Regions from separate parts of the Arachis hypogaea genome. Here region 1 is linked to region 2. A link is a contact called in public Hi-C data. All regions are on one chromosome and are shown on one strand. The core of a region is the stretch at or near the end of the contact, and the rest is flanking DNA. Distances in the headings are between cores, read along the strand shown. Region 1 holds the start of LOC112703380. Region 2 holds the start of LOC112703376 (pentatricopeptide repeat-containing protein At2g13600).

Evidence for each region. Hi-C and Micro-C count contacts between places; a contact is called where the count stands out from the background.
Region 1: a contact with region 2 is called in a Hi-C map of leaf, with 2.3 times the contacts expected there. The contact joins the promoter of LOC112703380 here to the promoter of LOC112703376 in region 2. A contact is called at or near these places in 2 of 8 Hi-C or Micro-C datasets (both in leaf).

What each region holds. Positions count from the first base shown.
Region 1 is chr7:71,705,727-71,709,491 of arahy.Tifrunner.gnm2.J5K5, forward strand. It overlaps LOC112703380, which reads right to left and starts at 1,270. Exons shown (of 3, transcript XM_025754802.3): 1 at 445-1,270. The coding sequence starts at 759.
Region 2 is chr7:71,555,030-71,559,001 of arahy.Tifrunner.gnm2.J5K5, forward strand. LOC112703376 (pentatricopeptide repeat-containing protein At2g13600) reads right to left here and starts at 2,422. Exons shown (of 3, transcript XM_025754799.3): 1 at 1,900-2,422; 2 at 350-617; 3 at 1-200. The coding sequence starts at 395. It overlaps LOC112704128 (a long non-coding RNA gene), which reads left to right and starts at 2,615. Exons shown (of 3, transcript XR_003154796.3): 1 at 2,615-2,761; 2 at 2,887-3,046; 3 at 3,942-3,972.

The sequences.
Region 1 (3,765 bases), core at 20-2,519, 150 kb after region 2:
AATATGATTCTGTATGCTTCTTAAATATATTGATAAAAATTAAAAATGTTAAATTACTATTTTAGTTTTTATAATTTCACCAAATTTATTATTAACTTTTTATAATATGAAAGTTTTTAGTTAGAACTCTGCACAATTTTAATTTTTGTAAATAGGTATTTCTTTCTAAAAAACGTTAAAGTTAACGACATATTTCTCTCCAAATTAAAAATACTCCCTCACACTTAACAGTTTTGACACCCTAAAAATTTAATTACAAAATTTAAAACAGTATATGAACCTTGTTAAGAGCTTTTAAACTATACAAATTCAATTATAAATTTAGTAAAATTATAACTACTAACATAATAAATTTACCAATAAAAATATTAATCTAATACCTTATACGTATATAATACAATCCATAAGTAACATTGAAATGTTTGTCTACGATAGTTTTCTCACCGGAGTATTCTGCTTTTGTGGGGAAGCTGCTGGTGTAGTAGTTCTTGGAACATGAAGAGATGATGGCGGTGGCTTTCCCGGCTGGGATGTGAATCTTCTAGAAGGCGATTGAAGAGCCTCAATATCAGAAAGATTGATTGACCTTATTGGTTTCTTAATTTTCTTCTTCATGTCCGTACCTTTGCTTTTTCCATCTTGGTTCTGAGAAGACAAAGAAGCAGAAGAAGAAAGCTTCATGTTTGTGAAGCGCTTCTCTGGTTTGTTAATATGATCACCTTTGATACCAACCTTCTTTAGTACCTTCTTTTGAACCATATTTATTAATTCCTTTCTCTTCCTTGGCTTTGTGGAGTTCAATAAGGGGAAGGAAAGAAACCTTGTAGTTTAAGCTTTGTCTGTCTTATGGTGAAATGAAAAGAAAAGGAAAGAAAAGGCTTAGAGAAAACCAAACTAAGAACAGAGAGAGATTCTTGATTCTTCTCTGCCCTTTTGGGTTTTCATTTTGCCATTTGGGTTGGTGCTGCTTCTTAATAGGTTTTCTTTTTGTCTTTGTATTTATTCATTTATTAATTATTTATTTTGTTTGTTTCAACGACTTTTAAGTGTGTGGTTCGGCAGATGATGGAATTTGAATATGAGAAAATGGCTCCTGTAACAGGCGCCTGATGCTGACTTCCACTAACATTATGTTATGATTTTGGGTCCCTTAATGCTTGATACTTTTTTTTAGCACTAGTCATGCTTTTTGGGAAACATATCCCATGCAAAAATCCACTTGTTTGCTTTTAGTTTTTCATGTGCTACCTTACAATCAAAAGTTATCAACAAAAAATATCTCAAGAGTATTAATTCAGTGTGTTAAAGTGAAAAGACTTGGAAAGTTCAGTTTTTTTTTTTTTATGATAATTTTCTATTTGTGAATTGTGATTACTGTTGTTAATTAGTAAAACTCATTCTTTTTTCTACTCTTAATTTGTGAAGTGTAATTTTAAAAGAACATAAAATCATCTCTTATTAATGGAATAAATTGTATTTATTTTATATATTTTTCCAACAATATAAAGTATTTTAGTTTCCTACAAAATTATTTTAAGTTAATATTTTTATATATTTTATTTTTAATGATAAAATACTAAAACTAAAATAGTTTACTGAATAATAATTTGATTCAGTCAAAAAATTATTTTTTACTGAATAAAAATCATGCTATATATATGTATAATAAAAATTACTCATCACGATTAAAATACATATTTGACCTCTCAAAAAAATTATTATACTATTATAAATAAATTTCATTATTCACTATTATTACAAGTTACATTATTTTACTATTACAGATTTAATTATTCTAATAATTAATTCTTTAGTTGAAAAGTATATAAATTAATAAATACATACACATATAGAGCTTGTTTAGGTGAGCTTATAAGAAAAGATATTTTTTCGAGTTATTTTTTATTTTAAAGATCTTATGAAAAAATAAAAGTAATTTTATGTTTGGGTATCTCATGCAAAAAGATATTTTTATTTATCAATTATGTTTGGGTATAACAATCTAAAAGTAATTTTTTTGTTTATTTATTACATGAAAAACATCTTTTTTTTAAGGAAAAAAACTTTTTAAAAAAAGATGTAAATTACAACTTCTCAAAAAAGATGTCTTTTTATTTTTTTAGTGTTTTTATTGTTACTATTAAAAATTTGCCAAACACATTAAAAAATAAAAAAAGATATTTTTACAATAAAAAAAATTTTTTTTTATTAAAATAATGGCATCCAAACAAGTACATAATGAGCTAATTTTAATGTATATGAAAGTAGTTTTGTTATCCATCAAGAAACAAATACATATATATATATATATATATATATACATATATATATATATATTATTGTATGGTATTTTTCTAAAATAAGTTAAAAAAATGCATGACTTATTTTAATGATGAAGAAAAGAATGTTTAGATATCTATCAAGATTCAAGAAATTAAAAAGTAGTGTCATTTTATCAAGAAATAACGAACGATGATTTAATTTGTTTAACAGTTAAAAAAAATTATTTCTCATCCGTTCAACACTAGCACATAAAAAAAAAATCCAAAAATCTATAAATGGAGAAACATTTAAATTTATATAAAAGCAACCATCATATAACAAAATAAATCATACAAAATACTTAAAATATTAATATCTAAAACCTCATTAAAAAAACATACAAAACGAAATAAATGAACCTACTAAAGGAAAAAAAAAGCCAAAAGAACGATCAAAACGTTTAAAAACGACCATCCGACATTACATAAAAAAACATCCACAATCTAATACTCAACAAATATTCTATTTTCGACTAAAAAAAATTATTCTCCACATATAAACTATTTTACTATATAATTATATACAAGTTATTTTTTTCTAAATCACTCTCACGTGCGCGTCTTACGCACGCACATTTCACACGCCTCTTAATTTAACAGATTTCAATCAATGCACACACATTCTTTTTCTTCTCCTCCTCCTCCTCATTTTTCGTTATCATCGTCACCAACACCACCAACTCCTCTTCTTCCTTCTTCTTTTTTCATTGGAATTTCTCCTCCTCCTTCCTTTTTCTCCTTCTCCTCCTTATCTCGTTGTTGAAAATAATGAATAATTCAAGTTTAGATTATTAATTGAATCAAAATGAAATTGATTATTGTTTTGAATCCAATCAACTAGATAACGTGTGATTCGTTTTAAGTTAATTTTTTAGTTAGTAGTTTGTGATTCTGTAGGTGAATAATGTTTCATTGTTGATGGTTTGAGTTAAATGTAATGTAAAAGTTCTGCATCAAAGAAAATATTTTTCTGTATTTGTAGTAAATTTGGGTGTAACATGAAGACATTTGACTATATTCTATTTAAGAATTTTTGGTGTATGTGTGCTGATAAATTCTACATAATTCAAAACTCTTCTTCTTCATCCTCCTCATCTTCTGTTGCTTTTTCATCATCATCATCATCATCATCATCATCATCATCATCTTTTTTTTCTTATTCATCTTTTTTTCTTGTTTTATCTTCTCAAATTTCTTCTTGTTTTACTCTTTTAACAAGAATAAAAACAAAAAATCAAAGAAAAAAGAAGAAGAAACAAATAGTGGTACAAAATTACTTGGAAGATGATGAACTTATATTCGTTCAACTAAAAGAAAGAAAGAAATAAGGAAAAAAGAAGAAGAAAAAATGCAGCATTAGAGGAAATATTTTTCTGTATTTGCAGCAAATTTGGGTGTTACGAAGATATTTTGGTGTATTGTTTAAGAATTTTCTGTGCATATG
Region 2 (3,972 bases), core at 1,172-3,671:
ATTCAACAAGAAGACATTAGACTCAAGTCCTGACCGAACGATCAACGAGTGAATCTGGTAAGCACAGGTTATATTCTCGGTTAACGAGCATGCCTGCAGGGTGCTAACAAACGTGAACTCATTTGGCTTTGTGAGTCCCTCATGGTGCATACGGCTGAACAAAGAAAGAGCTTCCGAAGCATAGCTGTCTCGGACTAAACCTGCCATAACAGCAGACCAGGAAACCACATTCCTGTGAGGCATTTCGTCAAACACTCTGCGTCCAGAAGGAAGGTCTCCAATTTTAACATACATGTTAAGCAAATGGTTTTGAAGAAAAAGTGTTATAGGAAGACATCCTTTGATGAACCTGGCGTGAATTGCTCTTCCACCGTGCAAGTTCCAATCTTTCGCATATCCACGCAACAGATTCGAGTAGGTATTCTCCCCTGCGTCCATGGTGTGGCAGTTTCTCATTACAAAACATGCCCAAAACTGAAGTGGCAAAGAACATGTTTGTGTTTTTTTAACAGCTAGTGCAAATGCAAATGGGCATCAGGAGGAGCAGTCTCACAAGCCCGCAGAAGAAACAGCGGAAAGAGTTGATTTAGAGAGTGCTGTTACAGAGGATGGTGAACCTGCTGAGCCAAAGAATGATTCAGAGACTAAGGGTGTTCATGGTGTGGTTTGGTTCTGTTTTTTAAGAAAAGAAGTCATCCAATCCAACTTTATATGAATTCTTCAATTGGTTTGGTTCAGTTTCTCGGTTTTTCAATTAATTCGAAAAAGTAACTTGTCCTACTTATATCCGGTATCCTAATAACTTGTCCTATGATATTTTCAACAAAAAAATATGCAACAAAAATAACACGTTTAATTTCACACAGTCATAACATAAAATCACTCAACACAATAACTAACAAAAGTCTTGATACAAGAAGTTCGACGACAAAAGAAATTACAATACAACAATTAAAGTCATGAAAGGTTCAACAATCAACACAACAAAAGATAAAAACTAGTTTCTCTTAATTTTTCCAACAAAAGGCAGCCAGCCACCTTTTGATCTTCTCCAGCAAAAGAGCAAAACATCTTTAAGCAAATAAACATCTTTAAGAAAAATTAGCACCAATTATTTAGAATTTATAATCAAATAATCAAAACTAACCAACAGATTAGTAGTGACCACTGACCACTGAATTTGCAAACAGAATCACAGAACAAAAGCAGAAATTTGAAAAACAGAACAAAAAACAGAATTTGAAACTTACAAAGAGCAAAAAAAATTTAAGTGATAAATATTTAGTTTGTTCGGTTTTCAATTTGTTAAGTTATTGATTTTTTTTCAGTTGTTCGATTTTGTTCGGTTTTAAAACATCGCTAGACTTTGTATAAGTCAGACAAAAAACTCATCCAAGTAGCCTTCATTAATAGAGCAAAGAAGGCTCAAAACATAATAGCACTTGGATGATATTGATACCCCAATAATTCTAGAAGCTTTTTCTTAATATAACAGAACTGGATTCGAACAAAACAACATAAGCGCAACAGAGACTCAAAGAAAACAATTGACTACATTTTGTCCTTATTGGCACATAAAATAACAAGATGGGAAATCACAACAACAATAAATTAGGACCAGTAACACCAACAAATTTTACTCAACAAAAAATTAGGACCATCAACAACATATTAGGAGCAGCAACACAAATCAACAAAAATTCAGATACAACTATCACTCTTTCAGTGCTCTAACCCAAAATCTGTTCTCAAACAACAACAAATTATACTAAAAAATTTTCAACAACAAAAAACAAAAAATTAGGAATTATTATCAAATAAAAAATTAGGACCAGCAACAACAAATTAGGGCCAGTGACAACAACAAATTTTACTCTAAAAATTGGTGAATATACTGACCTCCGAATAAAACATTGTTGAGTTGCAGGAGAGGGCTTGAACTTCTGCTATTGCCCAACGAGGAGAGGACTGCTCGGTGACGGCCTACTGCGACGACGCGAACTGCTGCCACATCCCAAAAAGATGCGGTTTCTTGGTGACAGCGAGGGCTTCTTGGCGACAGAGAGGGCTGCTCGGTTTACCGCGACGGCTGGCGCTCTCTGCTACGGCTGCGCGGAGAAGAGCGCTGCGGTTGGGACTTGCGACGGCACGATGAGAGCGAAGACGAAGGCTCCCCTGCTCCTGCGTGAGAAGGATGGAGGAGAAGGAATGGTCGAATAGAGGATGGACTGCTCAGTGCTCACTCTCTCAGAGCATACGTCGAGGAGGAGGATGGGAATTCAGAACAAAAAAAATGACGGAGGGAGGCGCTGCGTGACTTACTTAAGGTTAGGGCCAGAGTTTTGTTTCTACTTTCTAGGTTAAAAGGCAAAATAGCACAAGTCCTGTCGCTATATGGCTGCGTTTGTTTTGTGTAAGTACTGAAACATAGACATAAAATATTTGTGTCTATATATATTGTTTGAATATGATAGACATATTATTAGTATAATGTCTAATATTATGTTTGGTTTACAAAGAATAAGACACTACCTAATTGAAAATGACTATTTTATCCTGTTAATTTAAATTAAAAATTAAATAATTAAAAGAAAGAAAAAGACAAAAGCTATTCAGATTCCTATTTTTCCTAAGTTGGTTCGAGGGTTTCTCCTTCTATCCCCAGAAATCTCTCTTCTCCCTAGTTGGCGTCTTCATTCTTCGCCTTTTCTTGGATCTTTTCGGTGCGGTTCCTCCTCGTCAAGGATTCTTCTTCTTCGAGGTGAATCTCTCTGGTTCTTCTTCTGCTCTTTTTTTCCTTTTCTCCTTCTTCTTCTTGATTGTTGTGTGGGTGTTCGCAAATCCACTTTTGTTACCGTGTGTTTGATGATTTGTTTCTGGGTTTAGGATATCAGGTTCAAGTATGGAGTCAATGTGGACCCTTCGAAACTCCAAATTCTCCCGGATTCAGCTGATCTTCCAGTGGTTGGGAAGCCTTTATATGGACTTGTCTCTGATTTAATCCACATTTGTGACTAGCATCAAGTTTCCCACACAACCCTTGGAGGTAAGAACCCAATGTCAAATTGAATTCACATCCCGTTTTGTTTTTCTATCTGATTTTAGTCACACTAACTCCAAGTTGGACAATTTGTTAGTTAGGAATTTCAGTAATTTGTTTTTAATTTCACGGTATTAGTGAAAACAGAGAGAAAATAAAATTGATTGCTTTCATGTGATTGTTGTTATTATCATAAGAATTGATTGAAACCACCTCATTTGATGTGATTTTTTGTGGGTTGATTTCAAAAAACACTACTGCATAAAGGAAACAAAGAATTCTCCAAAAGCATTAGGATTAAGAAACTTATTTGATATTATCTCTTAAATTGAATCTGAATTTTTTTGCTATTTTTATTATTGTCTTTTTATTATCTCTTAATATTGGCAGATATTGCAATGCAATTAGTCATAATAATACTCAAATAGGTGTTATGGTTAAAACCTCAAAAATCTTATTTGTGTCTCTGCATGATGCATTCCATTTTTCTAATAGGATTAGTGTATGTAAGCCTACTCTTCTTTTCGCAATTATTTCCTATGTATGTTGAGATAAATAATTAATCAATATTGGTGGAAACATCTTTTTAATTTCTAGCTTGTTAAATCAGAATTGGATGAAATGTTCATGATACATTTTTTCTCTATTTATCATCTAAAAGTCTAAAACTGATGCTTTGATTTCTATTAGGTTTTCTGGCTTTTGTGCAAGCATCTTCTATGTTGTATAATATAGATAGCTTTCAATTGAATCAATCAAAAGGCATTTACACTTGTTGTTGCTTAGTGATAATCATATCTATCAAATCTTTGAATTATTTCCATCATTGTAGTTTGCTGTTTTTTAAGTTTTTACGGATGATATAACTGTTTCCTAAATTCCCATTTACTTCTATATGCAGGTTTGTTGTAGGCATTGTCGTGGTTAGTCAT